Linked DNA regions of Anser cygnoides: regions 2 and 3 are each linked to region 1. The links are chromatin contacts, called in public Hi-C maps. All regions are on one chromosome and are shown on one strand. Each heading gives the region's core, a stretch centred on a gene start, on an enhancer-like site or on the middle of the called end of the contact. The rest is flanking DNA. Distances are from core to core; before and after follow the strand shown.

Region 1 (3,566 bases), core at 404-2,903:
TCTCACAATGCTCTTTTCAGCTTGGTTTTATCAGAAAATTCCAGAGCTGTTTTAAGCTGGCGTTTCAGGGCAACACTTCATAACTGAGGTCTCAAAAAAGCAGGAAAGCTGTTTGAAAGCAGGTTCTCATTACGGTGATGTGCCCTGCTTCAAAAGCTCTATGGCGACTTCAGTCGTGTGATTATTTTGAGGGATAATGTGTCTCTGGTAACTCAATAAAAATGCAGTGCAGTGTATCTAAAAATAAAAATTAGGAAAGATGGGAATTAGCTCACCACAGCTCACCTCAATTGCTAGGTCAGGTTTCAATTTCCAGTAACCTTTCAGCAGGGAAGCTCATGTTAATGGGTCTGTGGAAGTTCCTCATAGGAAGGAAGAGAAATTTCTTAGAAAAGACACACCTGACAGCACAACTATTTGCTTTCCTGGAACAACGCATGTGCTGGACCTGTACACTGCCTAGAGGAACAGTCTCCATCCCAAGCTGGATATTACTGCCTGCATTTCGGTGAGGTAATACAACCAGTTTGCCCTAAGTGCGACTAGAGCTTGGTGCCCAACTCACTAAAGAACCCTCAAGGAGACCTGTAGGTGTTTGGCTTAAGATTCTTGGAAACACCGTAGGCTACTTCATGCTCATGTTTGTCAGAGTCGTTTTAATAAATCAGGAGCCAGAGCAGACTATTAGATCAACAATCCCTTTGCAAAGATGGAGTATGCACGTGAAGTCATCATGAAAACGGTTAGCAATGCAACCTTCCTATACGATCTGAACTCGAGGACCGGTCCAGCTGCTGTACCAGAGCAGGGAGCGCACGATGCTTTCCTCCCAAGCAGCTTCCTGCTTTAGGGCCACCATTACAGTGTGTGCTCTCTGCCTTGCAGCTTTCCTTCAACGTAGGGAAAAGAGAACCCCCCAAGCAGCAGAGATGCCAAAAGAGAGTGATAACATTTGTATACAGCCTCGTTAAGTTAGATCATCACACTGAAGATCCCATATATGTAAAGGGGGTACAAAGCCTAATAAGTTTTCACTTTTCTTTTGTTCTCAGAGTTGATTTTGGAGAGTAAGAAAAAATATCAGATTAAGAGGCTATTAAACTTATTTTGAACATAAGTGGCACCATTTTTTCCAAAGGGGGTGTGAAAACTTCTAACTTTGAGCCACTAGCAGCAGGCAAAACTCCACTTGGGGTTTCCTGTTTCCAACCTGCACACACGCGTTCCGCCTCACCTTCTCCCCCCGTGCAGAACATTATTCCTCCTGAACCGAGGCGTATCAGCTTACAGCGTCGCTCTAAAGAAAGAAAAGTTTTCCCCTCTGAAAAGAAAAGAAGAAAAAGAGCCATTTTGCTAAGCCATTTTGCAAAGCCCCACCAAAAGCCCCACAAAGCGGTACGACCGCCTCCCAGCCCTCTCTCCTCTCGTCCCCACACCCCTCCCCGGGGCAGGCAGCCCCCAGCCGGCCGAACCCCAGCCCTTTTGGGGCTGCTTTAGGGCTGCCGGGCGGGCTGTGCTCTGCTCTGTAGGGCGGTGGCAGCAACCCCCGGCCGGCCCCCGGCTGCTCCGAGTCCAATGGGCTCCGGGGCGGCGGCGGCTCCCCCCCTCCCCGTGCCTCCCGCCCTATATAGCGCCCGGGCGGCGCCGCTGCCCCATCCGTCGGGCTGCCTGCGAGCAGCCCCTGTTGCCGAGCCGTGCCGAGCCGTGCCCGGAGGATGCCGTGCCGAAACGGGTGGCGGCTGGCGCTGCTCGCCCTCTGCCTGGGGGTGGCAGCGGGAGGGGGCGCGGGGCAGCGGCGGGGAGGGAAGAGCCGGAGGCAGGCGCAGACCCCCACCGTGCCCCAAACCAGCCCAGCGCAGGGCAAGCGTGAGTACCAAAGGGCTAGCGGGCAGGGCTGGGTGGCTAGCAGCAGGTTTCGTCCTCAGGGGGTGGTCCCCGGGGGGGGGGCTTCTCACCGGTGGTCGCCTTCCCTCTGCGGGTGGGGGTCTCCGGGGTGGAGGTCTCGGCGATGCGAGACTTCTTTCTTCTCTCCTCTCGCCTGCCCAGAGACGTGTTTTGGGGTCTCGCTGATGGGAAACTTCTTTCTTCTCTCCCCAGAGACCTGTTTTGACAATGGAAGGTACTATCAGATAAACCAGCAGTGGGAGCGCATCTACCTGGGGAACACACTGGTCTGTACCTGCTATGGCGGGAGCAGAGGGTTTAACTGCGAAAGCAAGCCTGAACGTAAGTTGGTAGTGGGGTTTTTTTTGGCACCAAGTCCCCCAAAGGGCTCTTGAAGCCAAGTAGGCTAGGTGCTGTGGTGGGTTACAACCGGCAGACAGGGTTTTCAGCTGAAGTTTGGTACTTAGGGTCAGTAACGGATCTACGCTCACTTACATTGAAGATCTGGCTTGGGATTTTAAGAAATGCTTTTCATTAGAGATGGGCATGCCACCAGAACCCTGAGCCAAACATCACTCCTCTCTCTGGAGGATTGGATCTAAACGTTAACTTTGGAGCCAGCCTCTTCTTTATAACGAACTGAGCTGACTCCTCGACTCGCACGGGGAAGTTCAAATCTGGAGTCACTTTGCAGCTCTGGCTCTGTACAGTTTGATTGCTTCACCCCAACTTTTCATAGCTGTGCAGTGTCGTCAGCTTGTTTAAAAATATTTCAACTTACAACTTTCCACAGCTCCCCAGCCGTGCTGTGAGCTTGCTGTAATTGAGTGTAAAATGAGATTGTTTAGTCTCCTGCAGAAAAAGTTTAGGTAACAGAAAAAAACTTTAAATACAACGTCTGCTGGAAGATGCGTCTCTCTGAGATGCAATGTAGCTCAGATAATCAGATGCACACTCTCTATCTTTATTGGTCTGAAGCCACTGGTTTGCTATAATTCCTTTATGTTGCTCTAGAGATACAAGAGGAAAAGCTGGTTCCTGGCTGATAACATTAACGTAAGACCGATAGGAGCATCCCAGAGATCTGTTTGGCGAGGCTTGAGTAAAATACTGCTCAAGTATTTGAAGGAGTACTCAGTTCCCTTGCTCCTCCATAAAAAGGGGGTTTAATCTACATTTCTTTCCCCTCCAGGGATTTCCAAGTTTTACACTTTCACAGTCCAATAGCAAGTTTCCTGTATGGCACAGTTAACTTCATCTCCCCAGTGGTGAGGTCAAGAAAGTTGTTCTGTTGCAGATCTCAAGTCTGGTGGCAGCACTGGCACAACAATTCTGGAATCACTTATGCACGTGCAAGTGTGAACAATTCACAAGCGACCCTGTTGACTGCAGTAGGATTGCTGCAGAATATGGGATTAATATACTTAAACTCTTGCCAGGGCAGAATGAGGAGGATTAACATGACAAAACCCACAGCTTCTGGGGGATGTTTGTTCCCCCCATCTTCCATACTGTTGCACTTCAAACAGCTGGGATTGATCCTTTCAGGGCATGCCTGCCTATGTGCCATGCTCAACTCCTGGCTCACTGTGGGAGAGAAGCTGTAGTTGTTTAGCTGCATGGGGACCCTGAGGGGGTGAATTTCACCCGACTTCCTCTCTACTCTTCTACCATTAGAAGAA
Region 2 (3,566 bases), core at 735-3,234, 36 kb before region 1:
CAGCAAGAATGGCTGTAGACTATATAGTTTTGTTTGCTGTGTTTTAGAGTACATTGTAGCATAGTTATTTTCATTTTTCCACCCTCCTGAAGTAATGCTCCTAAAGTATTCTCTTCTAGCAAGAAATTCATTTCCCACTAGAGTCTGAGATGCATTTCTTCAGTTTCTCTAGAAGACTCAAGTTCTTCCTTTTAATTCCTTGTAATACTGAACCAATAAACAAAATCCAGGTGAAGCAGAATTCCTAGTTTGCAATGCATGTTGATTGCAATCTGCAGTAAGGGGAAAAACATGTTTTATTGTATTATCCCCACATATGAAGTCAGTGTGGTGCAATTGCAATCTCCCTGGTGATGCTGCAGGCTCTGCCCCACTCTTCCAGAGGTTGAGCCCCCACACTACGTACCAGTCTCCAAATCAAGCATGCTTCCAGCCTTACCCTGGCCTGTGTGCACTGAAATGCACGACATCCATTTTGTCTGCACATCTTGTGTTGCTTGCACGTGTGCCTGCAGGACATACGTTGCTCTATCATCTACTCTCACATTGCTAAACTTCTACCTTCAGGTTTCATGTAATTGCGTTGAGAGCTTCAGTTTTGGGGACTGTTTTTAAAGAAGATTTTTATTTTAAGAAGAATTTCAGAACACCAGGAATTTCCACGTGAAAAGCACTTGCTATTGACTATTAAAATCCAAGAGTGAAGCGCACGCATCTCAGACAAAAGCCACATTACAGACAATACAACATTCCCTCTGAGCCTTTAGGATTATTCCTTCCAAAACTGCTGTCTGCAGTGTAACCAAAGGCACTGGGGTGGATGACTTGTGCATTTCAGACTTAAAATAACTCCTGCTTCTGTTTATTTATAATGACATTCGTAAGAAGACCATTGTGGATGTGTATAAATACACCACCACCATAGCTGGAATAGTATCTAAGATCAAATAATACAGCACAGGATATGGCCGTGAATTCGGAGTTGATTAAAACTGCTCAGCTCTGCAGTCACACCATTTTGAGACATGTACCATGTGCAGCTCTATAAACCCCATTTATCATTACCTTAAAGTGCACAGCCTTAATTATGCTCTCTCCAAAAACCTTACCTGTTACTTCATGAAATACTTAAGCACACCAGAAATGGAGAAGAGAGACAGGCTTCCATTTAGTTTCAGACGTAACGTAGCTTTCTGCTGAATAGTTAAACTGAGTGTACTTACTTCGCTTTGCTGTTTGTATGTTTTTCTCTTAGCAACACAAAAGAATGCTTTCAGTTATGGGTTCATATAGTTAGAAATCAAAAGTCAGCTTAGAAAATAGGATATTTGAAAATACACATAACAAATCATTTACATTAAGCTACAAAACAAAGGTATCCTTTTAACTTAAGGAATGTATTTTGTGTAAACACAAACAAACATTTCTAATTGTGCATTTACACAAACTTTCTTCCTTCCCATAGAGCTTTACATGTGGAACAAATTCAAATCCCAGAAAATCCCTGAGGGTTTTTCGTTCGTAAGAATATTCCCAACTCAGTGAGATTATTCGTTTATTTTAAATTAGTCACCAGTTTGCTTGCAGAAGTGAGCTTGCATTAAGAAGAGCTCTAATACAGCACTGAATAAAGATCACTCTAAAGTTGCTCAGCAGCTCTGTTCCACAGGAAAAAAAAAGAAATAAAGCCATAGCATTTAAATAAGAGTTCAAGGTAGAGAGAAAGGCAGAATGCAACAGGCTAAGTTAAAATTTGACCAGGACTGGAGTTTACATCTCTTCTCCAAACAAAAAGCATACCGTGTGGGGTATTTATCAAGAGGCTGGCAAGTCAAAGCCTTGCCTCCTGCAAGCAATCCAGCCTCTGCCAGGGATGGTTGCTCATAATTTTCCATAACTCAGCAACCCTCCAGGGGAACCACTGCTCTGACCACCACTTGCATCTTGCAGGTTTTGCACAGCAAAGCTCAGAGCACTGCAAGATTTCACAGCCTGGTGGCTGCAGAGTCGGTATCAAGCAAGCTGGAGGGGACAATACTAGAGGGAAAGTATTAGCATACAGCTGGAGGAAAAATCTCAGAATCTTATCATCTTGTGAATCTGAATAACTGCTGTGGCCTGTTAGAGGCATCCCACGCAGCCTAAAGGTCTTCCAAATACCTCCCTGCAGACCAGTCCCATCAGCTTTCGCCAAGCAGCTTCAAGTCAGTGAGCAGCCCTGCTTTCTGCCTGTCAAAGATACTCCAAACATCCTTGTTGAAGGTGAAAAAATAAAGAATAATACGCTCAACTCCGCACCTTTCAGCATGGTTTGCAAGTTAATGACCCGTGTATTGGCAGCACACCTTCACTGGTTTGGAATAAACTCAGGTGAGCTACGATAGCAAGTGCAAAACCAGGATTAAACAATAGACTTTCCAGAAGGTTGAGCTCTTTAAATTCCTTTTCCTTAATCTCCATTACTGTATAACTAGCTGCTGTTTGAGTTTTCTGTGGGAGGAGGAAGCTAGCTCTTATCAGGCAGGGGAAATCAAGGGTCAGAGCAAGAGCTAGGCACTGCTTAAGCTTCCCTCAGGTTTTCTTCCCTCCATCATCTGTATGCTAATCTCAGCCTGAATATTGCCCACAGGTAAGGGCCGAGCTCCCCTGCAGCTCCAGGAACAAAAAGGCACCAGATTATGATCTGAAAAGCAGATGACACTGTTTACTGCACCGCTTTTGAGGGTCAGCAAGGCTCTAGCAGGACTAGTCATATGCTAAGTGCCTTTGACAGCAGGGACAGCCCTTCCACCCCATTTCTGCAGCCACCAGGTATAATGGGCAGGGTCCAGCTTCACCAGGCTCCACTTCACGAACACTGCAGCATCACCAGGACATGCTGTTGCTTTAGTAAGAACTGATGCAGAGCTGCAAGCCAGGTGTGTACTCAGCATGCAGCTGCTCGAGGCTGGGCTGCTGCCATTTCCAGGTGCATCTGCAGCAGTGCTTTGGGAAAGCAGCAGATAGCAGGTGGTTGTGTTCAACCACTGTGGAACAGGCAGGCTGTGCCCACTGAGCACCACCCGCACAGACAACACTTACTCTGGGCAGACCCAGGGACTGAGAGCTCAGTGCTAAGCTCTATAATCTTGTGGACTCAGTTTCTTGATCCATTCAGCAAGCTCCAACTGCATCTGGCAGGCCACAGGTATTCCCCACGCTCCCCACAAACCAAGGCTGGGACACGAGTGAGTGGGGACACTCAGATGCTCACACCGTTGCTCTGTAAGAGGCTCAGTGTAGTAACCATTCCTTTCCCAAATAAAAAGCACCTTTTTGGTACAAATTGGTGCACATCTTCCTTCCACCACATATGCCAGCGTTATCTAAGCAGTCCTGCAGGCTGAGCCACACTATCAGGCTCGGTGGAGAGCCCTGACTGTGGAAATGTGTTTCCTTTTAGCAAAATCAATGTCTTTTGTCAAATTTCAAAGTGGAATTAGTCGCTTTCATTCAGGATTTCTGTTTTAATTCAAGCCCACAATTAAACCATATGTGGATTTGAGCCGCACATGCTTATTGGAAGT
Region 3 (3,566 bases), core at 757-3,256, 35 kb after region 1:
CTCACTGGGGGAAAGACAGACAAACCCAGCTTAATCCTTTTTCTAAATGGCAGCTGGGGCTGGATATGCACTGCTCAATTTTCTAATTTGAGGCATTTTAATACTGTGAATGGCTGCAGGCTTGCAAGTCTCATTCACCTTCAGATTTCTGGGATCCAGTTGGAATCGAGAGTGTGAAACACGAGCTATATATACACCAGACATTTAAACTGTGGTTCCCCAAAATCAGAGTGCCGAAGGGTGAAGCAGTTCAGCAGGCACCCTCCAGCTTATTTGTAGCCTTGAGAGCTATTTGAGCCTCTAGCAGTTTGTTTCAGTGGTGGCCCCACTCTTTCCACAATGCCCTAAAGGACACAGATGAAACACCACTCCCTGAGGACATGCCATTGACAGCCATGTCACACCGTCAAGGGTCTCTGTAGTGCATGGGCAGAAGGCGAGCTGAAAACTGGTTCTTGCATGAAATCCTATTGTGTCTGAAAATCCGGAGGCTGTAAATCCTTCAACACAAGTAGAAGTAGTCATAGGAAATTAGTGGTATACCCTCTCCTCTCCTGTGTGTGCATGTATGAATTCTAGATGAGATGACTTTTCCAGCTGTAAGCTGCTGTATGGCAACTTTAAACCTCTCTTGGCTCCACATGTGTAATATGAAATCCAGCTGCAAGAAGCACATTACTGAAACTTGCTACCTTGTTTTCAAATTAGCCCCGCAGGGTATATTTAAAGTATTGGGAAATGCCAGGAGGCTAAAGGAGCCTGACAGCAGTACAGGCGTATTTTTCTCTTAACTGTAGTAGAACCAAATGTAGTCTAGAAGTCTGTTTGCATGGATCTGACACAGTAGTCTGTTATGCATGAGATATTTTCTCTAGTGACTCCCTAAACATGTGTCTCAATCAGCTTTTATGTATCAGAGAAGATTAATGTATATTTGTTCTTTGCTATGTAGCTGTGCCTCCTCCCACTGACCTCCGCTTCACTAATGTGGGGCCTGATACTATGAGAGTGACGTGGACTGCACCAACTTCCATCGTGCTGAGCAGCTTCTTGGTGCGCTACTCACCTGTGAAGAAGGATGAAGATGTTGCAGAGCTGACAATTTCACCCTCTGACAACATGGTGATCTTAACAAGTAAGAGAATTACATAAGACAAATATAAGAGGCCCCTTATATATGGGTGGAGATGTGGCATAAGATGAGGGAAAAGAAAACTGTTTGCTCTAAGTATAACTGGCCAAACTCCCAGCTGATACAAGCTGATGTCAAAGTAGCCTCATGCAAACGCACACAGGTGGATTTTGGCCACTTGCTTTAACTAAGTTAAAAGCAAACCACAGGAAAGCTTTTCCCATCAGTCCAAGGACGGTGGTGAATCAGAGTATGGGGTAATTGCTTTGCTTTGCAGCCTGGTTAGGTATTAAGAGTAAATACATATTACTCTCTTAGTTTGCCAAAGAAGACAAGGACCTATAGTGCAGAGGTTTGGGGGAGGGGGGGGGGGGGGGGCGGGCAGGGGCGATCAGAATGTGCCAAAGGTCATTGTTCCTTTGGTTCTGTATATTTGGGACCAGAAGATAAATACTGTTTGGAACTTCAGGGGACATGGCAAAAAATCTTGGGCACTTTTCAAAAACTGAGTTAATTTTTGCTGGTGCAAAAGTTGTGTTTTACTTCAAGGTTTTTTTTCCCCATCCTGGAATTGGATTGGTTGAGTGAAAGACAATAGCTCTTTTTAGAATAAGGGTCCAGATCTGAAGCTCATGTAAATTAGAATAGCTGTGTTGAAAATCCCTAGCTCTGTTTCAGTTTATATCAGCTAAAGCTTTACCCTGGTACATAACTAGATAGCTAGAAGGGGCTGTGATGAAAACTCATTGCTTCTAGCCAGTCCCCACAACTTAAGAACACAGTGATACAGGATACTGTGCTCCTTCAGGCTAAAACATTTCTGGCAACAGTAATGCCACAAAAAAAGATTTGAGTTTGACTGTCACGAAGGCTCAGATCTTCCATCAGGTAAAACCCGATTATCCCCATAAACACAATTAAAATTGCATAGCTTTTTAAGTGACTTCTAGTCATTAGTAAAGAAATCTGTCTAAACCCCTTTACTTAAACTCCACAGATCTGCTCCCTGGTACTGAATATCTTGTGAGAGTCTACAGTGTTTCTGAGCAACATGAGAGTGCACCTTTGTCTGGAATCCAGAAAACAGGTACTTAGACAACGCATAAGACATGCTTAATGCATTAATTAGTGCCATCCATTAAGTTGATCTTGCTGCCCTTGCTTGTGTGGTCACCTTGTTGACAGACCGTCAGATAGATATCAAAGAGCAATGCAAATCCACAACTTGGGAAATACTAGGACGTCTAATATCTCATTCGGTGTGAACTACAACTTCTGGTTCTAAATAGAGCATCATAGACCCTCATGTGAATGTACCAGTCATGTGTGCCTGAGAACGAGCCTAGGCAGAGCCTATTGTATCCGTCGGTGACTTTTGTTTTACAGCTGTAACAGAGCTTGCTGGTTGTGTGCTGCTTTATGTTGTGTTGTCTGTGTAAGAACAAATATTAAAACAAGTCAGACTGGTTATTTAGAGAAGACTTCAGATGTTGACCAAAGTTGCCATACACTTTCCTGCAGTTGTGTTCCAGCACTTGTTTATCTTGCTTTGATCCTGAACATGTGTGTGCTTAGTTCCACAGCTGAATAGCATTTGGCTTAAGATACGGCAGGGTCATGGTACTGAGCTTCATGCAACAAGACAGTGGTGATGATTAGTTGTTCAGCTGAGCTCAGTCTCTTGTCTCTTTGAAATACCCAGGTCTCGATTCCCCCACTGGCCTTGACTTCTCGGATATAACTGCCAACTCTTTCACCGTCCACTGGATTGCTCCTCGTGCCACCATCACCGGCTACAGAATCCGGTATCACCCAGAGCATGGTCCCAGCAAGCCCAAGGAGGACCGCGTGCCCCCCTCGCGGAACTCCATCACTCTTACCAACCTGCTCCCAGGGACCGAGTATGTGGTCAGCATCATTGCTGTCAACGGCAGGGAGGAGAGCGTGCCCTTGGTCGGCCAGCAAACAACAGGCAAGCCTTGAGGGACGAGTAAGCTGACTAAAAGTTGCCTTGAGGATTTGGGGTGTCCTTTAGTGAGGTAGATGCTGTTAAAACCAGATATGATACATCACTTGTAGATGTGTGCGCGGTGCTAGAACTAAGACAGATGAGAAGCAGAGAAGTACAGTGTGATGGGTGTGATCTGTACTGATGTATGTTGTGTTCAGACTCCCTCTCACTTCTGTTTCTAGTGTCTGATGTTCCAAGGGACCTGGAAGTTACCCCCACCAGCCCAACCAGCCTTGTGATCTCCTGGGATGCTCCTGCAGTGACAGTCAGATACTACCGGATCACTTATGGTGAAACAGGTGAGGGCAAGCTGCTCTGGCAGTTGCAGACCAGCAGATCTAGTCTGAGGCTATCGGAAAGCCACAGCAAATTGCAAAGACAAGTTTGACTGCAGCAGACAAAAACCCCTCTCTTTAAGATCTT

The links. A called contact is a pair of places that touch in the nucleus more often than the background predicts.
Region 2: a contact with region 1 is called in a Hi-C map of liver, with 2.5 times the contacts expected there. The contact joins the enhancer-like site here to the promoter of FN1 in region 1. A contact is called at or near these places in 2 of 7 Hi-C or Micro-C datasets (both in liver).
Region 3: a Hi-C map of liver shows a contact between it and region 1, with 1.6 times the contacts expected there. The contact joins the enhancer-like site here to the promoter of FN1 in region 1. A contact is called at or near these places in 2 of 7 Hi-C or Micro-C datasets (both in liver).

The regions. Positions count from the first base shown.
Region 1 is chr6:10,577,775-10,581,340 of Taihu_goose_T2T_genome, reverse strand. It overlaps FN1 (fibronectin 1), which reads left to right and starts at 1,653. Exons shown (of 46, transcript XM_048058515.2): 1 at 1,653-1,866; 2 at 2,098-2,226. The coding sequence starts at 1,716.
Region 2 is chr6:10,614,214-10,617,779 of Taihu_goose_T2T_genome, reverse strand. All of the region lies in intron 2 of LOC106034489, which reads right to left. Among named protein-coding and RNA genes, the nearest start is that of FN1, 36 kb to the right of the region's middle. Within about 2 kb of position 1,984, at least 2 of the 3 cell types and tissues checked have open chromatin away from gene starts, as enhancers often do. A contact at or near this core is called in liver, where this site is marked.
Region 3 is chr6:10,543,336-10,546,901 of Taihu_goose_T2T_genome, reverse strand. FN1 (fibronectin 1) reads left to right here. Exons shown (of 46, transcript XM_048058515.2): 26 at 953-1,135; 27 at 2,130-2,219; 28 at 2,835-3,104; 29 at 3,326-3,442. Among named protein-coding and RNA genes, the nearest start is that of FN1, 35 kb to the left of the region's middle. Within about 2 kb of position 2,006, at least 2 of the 3 cell types and tissues checked have open chromatin away from gene starts, as enhancers often do. A contact at or near this core is called in liver, where this site is marked.